2 separate regions of the Danio rerio genome follow, and region 1 is linked to region 2. Evidence: chromatin contacts called from public HiCAR-type data. All regions are on one chromosome and are shown on one strand. Each heading gives the region's core, a stretch centred on a gene start, on an enhancer-like site or on the middle of the called end of the contact. The rest is flanking DNA. Distances are from core to core; before and after follow the strand shown. Region 1 overlaps tspoap1 (TSPO associated protein 1). Region 2 overlaps supt4h1 (SPT4 homolog, DSIF elongation factor subunit).

Region 1 (7,389 bases), core at 2,623-5,122, 130 kb after region 2:
TTTAATACATATGTTTAAAAATGTCAGTTAACATGCTTTATTTTGTTTATAACACAATAGCAATGTGAGAACTACAACTTCAGAAGAGTTAAGAAATCAACATTATGTGGAATAACTAGTGGTGAAACCTGGTAATGAAAACATTTCATATTCTGACCAATTTTCATGTAATGAAATTCAATATTTTAGGAAAAAGTAAACCAATTAATGAATTTAAATAAAAATAAGTGATAAATTAAAATTTACATAAAAGTAATTATTAAAAAAAAAACTAAATTAATTTAATAAATATTAATTAATTTAATAAATAAATAAATGTGAAATAAATTAATTGGTAATGAAAACATTTGATATTCTACCAAATTTTCATGTAATGACATTCAATATTTAAAAAAGTAAACTAATTAATTAATTAAAATAAATACAATTAAAACTATTTTAAAAACAAACACATTTAAAAGTAAATAAATATGTTAATATTAAATAAATAAATTAAAATAAATGAATAAACACATATTAACATTACAATATCATCTGAAAAAATCTAAAAAAAAACAAAAATATCTAAAAACAACTAGTTTACAATATTAAAATAAATAAATAAATAAATGATAAATATAATATTTAGTTAAAACTAATTATTTCAAAAAATAAATTAATTAAAAAAATAAATAAATAAACGTTAAAGACATTTATTAAAATGTATTAATAAACAAATATTAACATTTGACCCACACCTAATAAATCCAGCAAATGCAAAGAAACTCGTATTCAGTGTTGCCAGATTGGGCGGTTTTGAATTTGATTGTGCAGCTAAAAAATGGCATTGGCGGGTTGACAAAATTTGAGCCACTGGCTAGAGGAGGTGACGGAAAGTGGTATGAAAATCTGACTCCCCTTCACATGCAAATGCATCACACAGAGCCGTCAGTTAAACTTCCAAACTCACAGTGGCTTATCATAAACCTTACATCAAACTTTTATTTCTCAACCCGTCTGTGTAATCTGTGTGTAATGATAGTTTTAACGTACCGGTGTCTCCGGGTAGGCCAACCCCATTGGTCAGCTGACTCAGGGTGGCGCCGCACAGTAAAGCGGCCTCTGATAGGTCGATCTTCGAGGCCTGAAGTCTGAATTTATCCAGCTCCTGCGACAGCATCCCGAACTGCTGACTCTGACTGCGGCATTTGTCCTCCAGCTCGCGCACTTTTGCCTACAAACACACACACAAACACACATATTCATAAATATACAGTACTCCTAAATTATTTGCCCTCCTGTTTATTTTTTTCCCTAATTTTTGTTTAATGGAGAGCACATTTCTAATCATAATAGTTTTAATAACTCATCTCTAATAACTGATTTATTTTATCTTTGTCATGATGACAGTGAATAATATTTGACTAGATATTCTTCAAGACACTTCTATACAGCTTAAAGTGACATTTAAAGGCTTAACTAGGTTAATTAGGGTAACTAGGCAGGTTAGGGTAATTAGGCAAGTTATTGTATAACGATAGTTTGTTCTGTAGACTATTAAAAATATATATAGCTTAAAGGGGCTAATAATATTGAGCTTAAAATAGTTCAAACCTATGCCCTTGCATCACCAATCATTTATTTTCTGTTGCGGTCACATCCCCAGATCTAAAAAGATTGTAACAGTTATTTGTTATTTATTAAGAAATGTATCTGTACTGTATATGACATGGGCCTGTTGGTTAGAACGTTTCTGTAGTGGTTTGAATGTGTTAATTTTAAAAGTAGATTTAAAAAAAAAAAAATTAAATAAATAAACAATATCCTACTTAAATAATAATAATACAAATAACAATATTCATAATAATAATACAAATAATAATAATAATAATACAAATAATAATAATAATAATAATAATAATAATACAAATAATAATAATAACAATAATACAAATAATAATAATGATAATAATAATACAAAACAACAACAACAACAACAACAACACCAATAATAATAATACCAATAATAATAATAATAATAATAATAATAATAATAATAATAACAATAATACAAATAATAATAATAATGATAATAATAATAATACAAAACAACAACAACAACAACAACAACACCAATAATAATAATACCAATAATAATACCAATAATAATAATATCAATAATAATAATAATAATAATAATAATAATAATAATAATAATAATAATAATAATAATAATACCAATAATAATAATATCAATAATAATAATAATACTAATAATAATAATAATACAAATAATAATAATATTACAAATATAAATAATAATAATAATAATAATACAAATAATAATAACAATACAAATAATAATAATAATAATGATAATAATAATACAACAACAACAACAACAACAACAACACCAATATTAATAATAATAATAATAATAATAATAATAATAATAATAATAATAATACCAACAATACCAATTATAATAATAATAATAATAATAATAAAAATTAATAATAATAATAATAATAACACCAATAATAATAATAATAATAATAATAATGCCAATAATAATAATAATAATAATTAATAATAATAATAATAATAATAATAATAACACCAATAATAATAATAATTATAATAATAATTATACCAATAATAATAATAATAATAATAATAACACCAATACTAATAATAATAATAATAATAATACCAATAAGAAAAAAATACCAATGATAATAATAATATTAATAATACCAACAATAATACCAATAATAATAATACCAATAATAAAAATAATAATGATAATACCAATACTACTACTACTACTACTAATAATAATAATAATAATAATAATAAAAATAATAATAATAATAACGATATTAAGTAGAACTTTTTAAATGTCTTAATAAACAAGCCTATTGTGACTTAGGCATTCAACCATTAACGATTTACATGATTTATATATGAGATTAGAATACGTGTAGCTGAGTGGTTTTATGTGAAATATTGTCAATAGTATTTGTAAAGGAAACACAAATAGGTCCTATATGTGTGTATATATTTCAATTAATATGAAATCTAATATTGGATTTTTTTTTTAAATGTGTGCGTGTAAAACAATATCATGAGCACAATAAGTGATATTTTTTTCTTTCTCTAAAGAAGTCGTTGCTCTGTCCTATTTAGAGCATCATTATGGGTCTTTTACGTTATAATTAATGTGGCTCAACCGATGATCTGTGACAGAGAAACTACGGGTTTTGGGAAACACTTTTCACTACATTGTTCATTTCCCAAACGATGCATCATACTATGATTGTTCAGCCACGAGTTACGTCGTTGTTTGGGAAACACACCCCTTATTTAAACATCTGTCTTCAACAAAATAAATGAACTGAAGAGAAAATAAACGATTTGCTGAAGTTACTAGCAGAATTCTTATAGTTGTTGTCCACTAACCATGAGTGTGAATTATTTTAAAACATTCAGATGATCAGTTTTAATCAATATTTGCATTATAACAATTCAAATCATACACAATTAACAGATAACTATTGACAATATCTACTCAGAGTAATAGTTAAACAGCATCTAGCAAGACAGTAAAGCTTGATAAATGAAAGCAGCGAGAAAACATGGTAAAGGAAAAGGGTTAAAGTGGATCTGCTGAGTGTAAACGCAAGCGTGTAGTAAAAGCATTGAGTGTGTGAGAATACGACGAGCTAGTTTCACTTCCGGCTCTCTGCGGTTCAGTTTCCTGGCACACTGAGAGCGCAAAACACACACAGAAACTCTAAAAATAAAGAGCTTCCTGTAAAACTCTCACCTCTCAAGTGTGTATAACAGCCAAATACGCTTCCCGGTTAACTTTAAAACACTTTTAACTCACTAAAAAGCCAATTAAACACACTGCAATGGGATTAACAGCTATCACAAGGAAATCCCAAAGTGTCTAATAAGAGTACAGCATGATAGTATATAGTGTAGTATGAATCAAACTTTGGGAAGTAGAAAGATTAAAGTGTATTTTCCTGTAAAGGATTGATGATGAATGTTTATTTGCAGCGCTGCAGGTCATTTCTAAAAGTTGTCTGTGAGCTGAAACTGTGAGAGAAATAACTGAACAGTGTTTGAGGAGTGTATGAGAGCGGCTGTGAAAACCTGCAGTCTACAGTGGCCTGAATAACCTTTAAGACGCACTCAAAACCACACACACATGTGCACACACACATACACAAGAACACACACATATGCGCACACACAAAGACTTATAAACAAACTAACACAAGCATAAAGACAAACACACATACAAACACACACACACACACACACATACGCGACAACACACACACATATGCGCACACACAAAGACTTATAAACAAACTAACACAAGTTTAAAGACAAACACACACACACACACACACACACATACGCGAGAACACACACATATGCGCACACACAAAGACTTATAAACAAACTAACACAAGCATAAAGACAAACAAACAAACACACACACACACACACACACACACACACACACACACACACACACACACACACACACACACACACACATACGCGAGAACACACACATATGCGCACACACAAAGACTTATAAACAAACTAATACAAGTTTAAAGACAAACACACACACACACACATACGCGAGAACACACACATATGCGCACACACAAAGACTTATAAGCAAACTAACACAAGCATAAAGACAAACACACATACAAACACACACACACACACACACACACACACATACGCGAAAACACACACATATGCGCACACACAAAGACTTATAAACAAACTAACAAAAGCATAAAGACAAACAAACACACACACACACACACAGATAAAAAACACACACACATAAACAGAAAGAGCGCGCACACACACACACACACACACACGCACGCACGCAAACACACGCACACGCACACACACACACACAAACAGATAAAACACACACACACATAAACAGATAAAAAACACACACACATAAACAGACAGAGCACGCACGCACACACACACACACACATACACTTACAAACAGATAAAAAACACACACACACACACACAGACAAACAGATAAAAACACACACACATAAACAGAAAGAGCACGCACACACACACACACACACACACACACACACACACACACACACAAACACACACAAACAGATAAAACACACACACACACAAACAGATAAAACACACACACACGCGCACACACACACACACACACACACACACACACACACACACACACACACACACACACACACAAACAGATAAAACAAACACACACACACACACACACAAACAGATAAAACACACACACACACACACACACACGCACACACACACACACACGCACACACACACACACACACACACACACACACACACACACACACAGACAAACAGATAAAAAACACACACACACACATAAACAGACAGAGCACACACACACAAACAGATAAAAAAACACACACACATAAACAGACAGAGTACAAACAAACAAACACACACACACAGGCACATGCACACACACACAGATAAAAAACACACATACATTAACAGACAGAGTACACACACACATAAGCGAGAACACACACATATGCACACACACAAAGACTTATAAACAAACTAACACAAGCATAAACACAAACAAACACACACACACACATACGCAGGAACACACACATTTGCGCACACACATACTTATAAACAAACTAACACAAGCATAAACACAAACAAACACACACACACACACACAGATGGACAAACCAACCGACCAACAAACCGAACACACGAAGACAGATAAACAAACACACACACACCAAATGGGTGCTAAGAGGGCTGTTTGCGTGTGTGTTTCTGATACCTGCATGCAGTCCAGTGTGCTCTGATTAGCAGCCAACCAAAACACAAACAAAAGACAGAAACAAAGAGAGGAGAGATCATGCGTTTGACACACACACACACACACACACACACACTCCATACAGCAGATATTAGCTGAGATTATCACTGCTGCAGACCAGGACCTGTAGAGCCGCATCACTGCTGAATGTGCTCAAACCCTACACTCCAACAATACAGACCCAAAATGAACAGTTGCCCCTATTCCCTTTCACCCATGAACATTTCATTCATGCCAATTAGACGCAAATAATGAGTAAGGACTGATGACAGTGTTGTGGAATTTAATAACGCACGCCAAATGGAAAGAAAAAAACTCCTGCATTTGGCGATTTTCATCACCAATTATCACAGCAGAACAGTTTCTCAAGCAGTTTGTGATGCATTTTGGAAACAGGAGATGAGCCCCTGGTCTAATGCGCCACCTGGCTTGAGAAACCCGTTCTTGAGACTTAGCACAAGTAATCTGACTGCCTCACATGAGCTATTTCAATCTAGATTCATTCCAAGATTACAGTGAGATTAATCTAGATGAATAATCTATTATTATAATTATACACAGATTAATGATTAGACTAAATAACTTATCTATGTCCACCTATAATATATGTATTCCCGGTAGAGCCCTGCATTTGAGCCCATCTTTTTGATGCCTCTAGGGCCGAGCATCAAGCCAATTTTCACGTCATACTGTAGCTAGCATACATATGGGGCTTCGGGCCTGCTTTAGAAAAAGTTGAATGTGTGTGTTGCATGTGTGTACTATGTGGGTTTATGTTTGGATATGAGTTTGCGTGTGTCTCTAGGCGTGTCTCAGTGTGTGTGAGTTTGAAAGAGAGTGTGCGCGCGCGAGTATAAACCTCCAATATTGCTTTGTCGTGCTATTAATACAGGGCTCGAAATTGCGACCATTTTGGTCGCATATGCGCCCGAAAATTAATCTATGCGACCTCATAATATATATGGGCGCATTAGTGCGACTGCAGATGATGGTTGTAGTGCGACCTGTTTTGATTTTTTGTAAAAACGTGCTGAATCGCTCTTCCCTGCCGCTATATTGGTTCATATTAGCTGTCAATCACTCAAGGTATCCCGCTGTCAGATGACAGGAAAGGAGCTTTTATGACCACGGGAAATGCAAACGGCTGAAGAGTAAAAACTTAAAGCACACAAGTTTGCAAACCCCACCTAAAGTTGAGGCGCAGATGAGAGCGATCATGACACGTCACGTGGTGAATAATGATCCACCAGCTGAGATCAATCGAGTACGCGCTTCTTGGAGAAGGCGCCCGAATCTCATGCGTTGCATTCACAGCGTGTTCAGCGCAAATGTCCGCTAAAAGTCAAATCTAATACTGTACATATAATCGCCAAAGAAGCTCGCCTTTACTAAGTTTACACTGAAACTGCGGCTCATAACAAAGACCGGTATTGCGCCGATGGTTAGCGCAAGAATCCTGCTCTGCCTGC
Region 2 (6,815 bases), core at 4,297-6,796:
GAGATGGTTGTGCGTGAAAATCCCAGTAGATCAGCAGTTTCTGAAATACTCAGACCAGCCTGTCTGGCACTAACAACCATGCCACGTTCAAAGTCACTTAAATCCCCGTTCTTCCCCATTCTGATGCTCATTTGCTGTCATGTGATTGGCTGGTTAGAAATTTGCATTAACGAGCAGTTGGACAGGTGTACCTAATAAAGTGGCGAGTGAGTGTAAATATTAGTACTTTAAGTTTAATTACAGTATATTTCCTAAGAAAAATCACAATGAAATCATAATCATTAATTCACATTGAACAGGTCTCAATTTTGGGAATGTGGCCTATAGAAACGCAAGTAGAGCTTTTATTGTTTTTTTCTTTTAAACTCTACAACTCAAGAGTAGATTTCACAAACAATTACTAAGAAACCACATATAAAACATGTTATTATTCATGAAAATTTAAAGTAGAAAGACTGAATTATAGTTTTATATACAGCATAAAATATTACCATAAAGCTAAATAATTGAGCTCTAAAATAGTTGTTTATTATTATTATTTATTTATATTCAAAAGTAATGTCTAAAATGACCTCACTTGCTCTAGAACAGGGGGGCCCAAACTCGGTCCTACAAAGTTTAGCTCTAACTTGCTTCAACACACCTGCCAAGATGTTTCAAGTTCACATAGGAAAAGCTTGATTAGCCGGTTCAGGTGTGTTTGATTAAGGTTGGAACTGAAATCTGCTGGACACCGGCCCTCCAGGACCGAGTTTGGTATATATCGATAATACATTGTTGTTTTCAACAACACAAAACATTCAAGCTAAAATCATCTTAATTATGTTATTTTATTTAACATTATTTAAATATGATATTAATAATATATAACATGACAGACACCTGTTTTACGTTCTTGTGATGGGAATTCAGCTTTTGAGTCTGAAATTGAGTCTGAAAGTCAGATTCAGACAGTAAATTGAAGAGAATCTCTGCTGATGAAGTCTCTGATGTGTGTGTGTGTGTGTTTTTCTCAGGTGTGGTGCGAGAGCTGAAGAGCAGAGGCGTCATTTACAGATCCAGAGACACAGCCGTCAAAACATAAACAAAACTCTACATAAATTACACATTATCAGCTGTTATAGTGAACGGTCTACATTTATTGTCTTATAATTTTCTTACATTGCATCTTTCTTGGGGTTTATTGAGTAATAATGGGTACATGATGATGGATAAATGATTCGATTCCATGTAAAGGATTTTCAACATGAATAAAAGTTTTTTTTTTTATATTAAATCTTGTCTTGTCATTTGTATGAAGCACCGGCAGAGGGCGCCATCACTCCTCAAACTACAGCTGAAGCTTCATTTACAGAAACCAGAGGAAGTCTTACCAGATTCAGTATAATGATTAGTTTAAAACATGTGTCAAACTCCGTTCCGCAGCTCTGCACAGTTTAGTTCCAACCCTAATTAAACACACCAGATCAAACTAATTGAGTCCTTCAGGCTTGTTTGAGACCTACAGGTAAGTGTGTTGGAGCAGGGTTGGATCTAAAGTGTGCAGGGCTGTGGCCCTCCAGGAACTGAGTTTGACACCCCTGCTTTACAACTAACAAACACCAAATTTCCGCATGCATGCAGTGGATGGATCCACTTCTATTCAATTGAATTAGTGCATTACTCCTACTTATAAAGCTGTTTATTTCATTATAATGCAAACATCACAAAATAATGTTTAATTATCATTGTCACTTCCTTCATTGAATCAGTCCTTTGCATGTCAATTACTGTCTGGTTTAGCTCAGCTACCAAATCCAAACTCCATAGACTATGTTGAATAGTTCAGACCGCTGAGCAAATCATTAGTACAACCCTTCCTACTCCCCAAGAACTGTACTTATCCAGAGCGAGCAGAAGGGCTGCCCCCAGCACACTGCCTCTTTGAACTGTTACATTCTGGTTGACGCTACAGAGCACCAGAACAGCCCGACACAGAAACAGTTTCTTCCCTCTGGCAATCCATCTCATGAACACTTGATGATAGTTATTGTGGAACCAACATCACTACTTGCTATACACCTTACTTAACAACACACTTTACATGCCATAACAGCTGCACATATAACATTGTATATCGTAATATACCTGCACACTTGTCAATCATATTTGCATTCACTCCTTACTTGAATTATTAAAATATATTATTAAATTTATTATCTGTTTATTGTCCTGTCTCTGTATTTATGTTGCACTGTAGAAGCTCTGTCACCAAAACAAATTCCTTGTATGTGTGAACATACCTGGCGATAAAGCTCTTTCTGATTCTAATTAAGTTGATTTTTTAAATTAATAAATACTATTTAGCTTCTGAGTTAAACTAGTGCATTGCTTCTACTCATAAAACTGTTTATTTCATTATTATGCAAACATTATTACTGCACTATGTTAAATATATTGATTAAAAAAGACAATTGCTATACAAATAATATTTTGCTTCTATTAAGTTGTATTAATGCGTTATTTCTAATTATGATACATGTTTATTAATTTAATTACACTTTTATTTTCTGTTGTAGTCACTTTAAAATTATTGATTATTTAATCTGCTTTTTAAAAGTGATTTAGATGGAACTTTTAAATTCAAGTACAGCATTTAAGGCAAGAATATTATAAGTAATTATTATGCACTGTAAAAAGCAACCAGATTCTTAAAGTTTGAGGAAAAATTTTAGTTAGTAATAGTTTATTTAGCTTAAACAGTTTTTAAAAGTATGAATAGATAGATAGATAGATAGATAGATAGATAGATAGATAGATAGATAGATAGATAGATAGGTAGGTAGGTAGGTAGGTAGGTAGGTACGTGGACGGACGGACGGACGGACGGACGGACGGACGGACGGACGGACGGACGGACGGACAGACAGACAGACAGACAGACAGACAGACAGACAGACAGACAGACAGACAGACAGACAGATAGATAGATAGATAGATAGATAGATAGATAGATAGATAGATAGATAGATAGATAGATAGATAGATAGATAGATAGATAAATGTGCTAGCATGAGTCAAACAAGCCAACCCCCGCTTCTCTACAATGCTCTGATGCTGAGATATAGCTGCTGTTATTATAGTTGCTAGGTTAGTCTGTTTTGTTGCTATGGAGTTGATTGACATCTTAGACTGATGATGTATCAAAGCTTCTTGCCAGTATGAACAGTTAAAAACAACCCCCATGTCTCTATCACACTGCAACATGACGTTATCAATCTGGGCCTCTATAATGGCAGTCTATGGGATCGTTGTGAGGGTCCAGTATCTGTTTGTTAGGGTGTGGCTAGAAAGTTTAAAAGCTCATCAGTCAATGGTAGTCTGAGTTAAATGAGCCCAGTTAGAAGTCTGTGCGACAGTCTGATGTAAAGTTATGAGCTCACAAAGTTTGACCCAATGTAAAGTCAATCACAGTCTTTTGCAGTGGAAGTCTATGGGACAGTTTCTAGGGTCCAAAAAGCGGTTGCTAGGGCGTGGTCAGAAAGTTAAAAGCTCATCAGTTATTGGCAGTTAGGTAGTCTGAGTTAAATGAGCCCAGTTAGAAGTCTGTGTGACAGTCAGACGCAAGGTTATGAGGTCACAAAGTTTGGTCCAATATTAAGTCAATGGGATTATTCCGACGGTCCCGGGACGTTTTTCGGAAAATCGAAAGTTGGATCAGTCGGAAAAGATATAGCAACCCGAGTCGGACCAGTTTGGAGGTCTGGTGTGAGTTTGGTGGTCAGAGCTCGAAAGCTCTAGGAGGAGATAGAGTTTAATTTTTTTGTCTCAGAAGAAAAATAGGATAACAATAGTTACACAAGCCAGCCTAATTACTTAAAGTGAGTCAACCCATTGCCTTAAAAGTGGCAAGTTGATTATACTTTAGTATTTCTGTTCTAATTTAGAACTATTATTCAGTTAATTTTTATAATTATGCACATAGTTTAACACCATAAAAACGTGATTAGTTACTTAAAGCAAGTAAACCAATTGCCTTAAAAGTAACAAGTTGACTTTACAAAAATAATGTAAGGAAACCCATTATAACTTGGTACTGTTAAGTTGACTTCATTTTTATAATGATGCTAATTGTACTCACTTTTTTAAAGTCAACTAATCCCTATTTACAGTGTCAAGACTATTTTAGCACGTCTGTTTTCAAATAATTACTGTAATTATCACAATATCACATATTTGGTGCTTTATTAAGTTTATAAAATCTACAATTATAGCCTGTATTGAATTTAGAAGACACGCTGGAGTCTGGAAGAGCAGATTTATATCATTTTGCTAAATACTAAAAAGCTGGGGAAAAACGAATATAATATAATATAATATAATATAATATAATATAATATAATATAATATAATATAATAATATATATTGTGTATTGGAAAAAAAGTGATTAGTTTACTTTTATTTTAAAAAGTAAGTAAGCTTTTAAGGCATTTGGTTTACTCGCTTTTGGTTTACTAATCCTTTTTTACAGTGTTTTATAAATAACTGTGATTCAATGACGGAATTATAAAGAACATTTGTTTGTGTCACTTTTTTAATTATTAAGAATTTATCATGATCAAATTTGGAATAAAATATGTATATTGAGAATTGTATTTGTATTTTTTTTGTTTATTTTATGCTTTATTAGGATATTTATTGAATGATATATATTTTAATAAATGTGGACTTGACGTGCAGTCTTTTCATTTACAAAAATTTAAATCTAAAAATGTGAGTGTACATGTAGTTGACCACAACTGACTGAAAGTTAGATCTACTCATTTGAAAAGAGTTTTGATCTCAGTGTTGAAGGTAATGAGTTCTTTAAATACCTCATTATTTCAACTTAAATGGAGTAAGTTTATGTAGATTTGTTTATAACTCAAATGGTTTACCAATCGGTTTCCTCAAATGGTTTGAGTTGCCTTAACTTTTTAGGTTTTACAGTACTCAGTTGGTTTGAGTTCTCTTCATTTATTGGGTTTTACTCTGTTCAAATTACTTAATTTACTTAAATGGAGTAAGTTCACAGTACTCATTAGGATTAGTTCGTTAACTCAAATGGTTTGTTGCAATCAGTTTCCTCAAACATTTTGAGTTTCCTTAACTTATTGGGTTTTACAGTACTCAGTTGGTTTGAGTTCTCTTCATTTATTGGGTTTTACAGTACTCAGTTGGTTTGAGTTCTCTTCATTTACTGGGTTTTACTGTGCTTAAATTGCATCGTTTACTCAAATGGATTAAGTTCATTGTACTCACTAGAATTAATTTTTGAACTTAAATGGTTTGCTACAATCGGTTTCCTCAAATGGTTTGAGTTACCTTGTTGAACATTTCCATTGCCATGCAGTCTGAAACCCCCTGTCCTCGTTGAAGCCCCTTGTTTGTTTTCAAAAGCAAATAAACGCGCATTAAAACCAAACATTTAAACCAGAGGAACCAAAACCCGAGCCATGCAGACTCTACAGGCAAAAAAACTGCAACAAACCAACATCCTCCAGCGTAACACCATAGACACTCATCTGTCGTAATGATTGTGCATCACATCATAAACACCGTCTAACCTTAAAGATTTTTTTGCATTTGCATGCTCACCACTGTCACGTTTCACAAGCAACTTTCTCCTCCACACGTGAAAGCAAATCTGAGGGCGTCAGGAGGAGTTTCACAGTCATTTCTGTTCTTTCACTCAAGCCTTCAGTTCTCTACCCTGCAGAAAAAAACAACTACTACTAGTGCTGCTTTGGACGCTGTGGAAAAACACAGTCATACTTGTCTGAAAACTACTGCGGTCACAATTCATGCTATTAACTACTGGCTTATTACCTGCCGATTATTAAGAAATGAACTGTTCATCGGTAGTTATAAAGCAGGGGTCACCAATCCCGTTCCTGGAGGGCCGGTGTCCCTGAGGGGTTTAGCTTCAACTTGCCTCAACACACCTGCCTGGGTGATTCAAGTATACCTAGTAAGAGCTTGATTAGCTTGTTCAGGCATGTAAGATTAAGGTTGGAGCTAAAACTTGCAGGACACCGTCCCTCCAGGAACAAGTTTGGTGACTCCTGTTATAAAGTATGATTCTATTCTGTATTCCTAATCCTACCCAACTAGGCAAGGCAAGTTTATATAGCACATTTCATACACAATGGTAATTCAAACTGCTTTACATAAACAAGAATAAAAAAGACAAGAAAGTAAAAACATTATAAAAGTGATTAAAAGCAGATTAAAATGTGTTTAAACAGGTTATAAAAGAATGAAAAAGAAAAGAAAGACACAATAGTGCGATCTGTGGGCCGTAGCACAGTGCTCATTCAGTAAAGGCACGGCTAAACAGATGTGTGTTCAGTCTTGATTTGAATGTGCCTAATGTTGGAGCACATCTGATCATTTCTGGAAGCTGATTCCAGCAGCAGGGGGCGCTGTTAGTAGCTGAAGGCCGATTCACCCTGCTTTGACTGAACTCTTGGAACTTCTAGTTTATTTGATCCTAACAGTGTTGCCAGATTGGAAATGTCAAAGCATCGTACCAGAATCTCAAAATTATCGTATTTGGAGGAAAATTATCGTACACGAGTCAAACTGAGAGTATACAGCTATTATCTAGACACAGCGTTTTGACACAACGTGCAAAAACTAGGTACCTTAGTGGGAAGGTTCAAACTCCACCTCCGAGTTGCTGTCATTGAATGTTGCATGTTGCCAGATGTTGAAGGATTTATTTCACCGTTCAAATTGGATGCCGTAATAGACTGCAAAATAGTGCTGGTTGGCTTGAAAGCAGTGCACACTC

What was found. HiCAR-type assays count read pairs that join an accessible place to other places.
Region 1: a contact with region 2 is called in a HiCAR-type map of caudal fin, with 6 times the contacts expected there. The contact joins two enhancer-like sites. A contact is called at or near these places in 1 of 18 Hi-C or Micro-C datasets (caudal fin) and 1 of 4 datasets of contacts at active chromatin or transcription factors (caudal fin).

The regions. Positions count from the first base shown.
Region 1 is chr5:3,801,124-3,808,512 of GRCz12tu, forward strand. tspoap1 (TSPO associated protein 1) reads right to left here. Exons shown (of 30, transcript XM_073951852.1): 14 at 1,033-1,213. Among named protein-coding and RNA genes, the nearest start is that of mir142a, 91 kb to the left of the region's middle. Within about 2 kb of position 3,873, at least 18 of the 62 cell types and tissues checked have an H3K27ac peak or open chromatin away from gene starts, as enhancers often do. A contact at or near this core is called in caudal fin, where this site is marked.
Region 2 is chr5:3,670,260-3,677,074 of GRCz12tu, forward strand. supt4h1 (SPT4 homolog, DSIF elongation factor subunit) reads left to right here. Exons shown (of 5, transcript NM_001002509.1): 5 at 1,017-1,276. The coding sequence ends at 1,084. Among named protein-coding and RNA genes, the nearest start is that of supt4h1, 13 kb to the left of the region's middle. Within about 2 kb of position 5,547, at least 7 of the 62 cell types and tissues checked have an H3K27ac peak or open chromatin away from gene starts, as enhancers often do. A contact at or near this core is called in caudal fin, where this site is marked.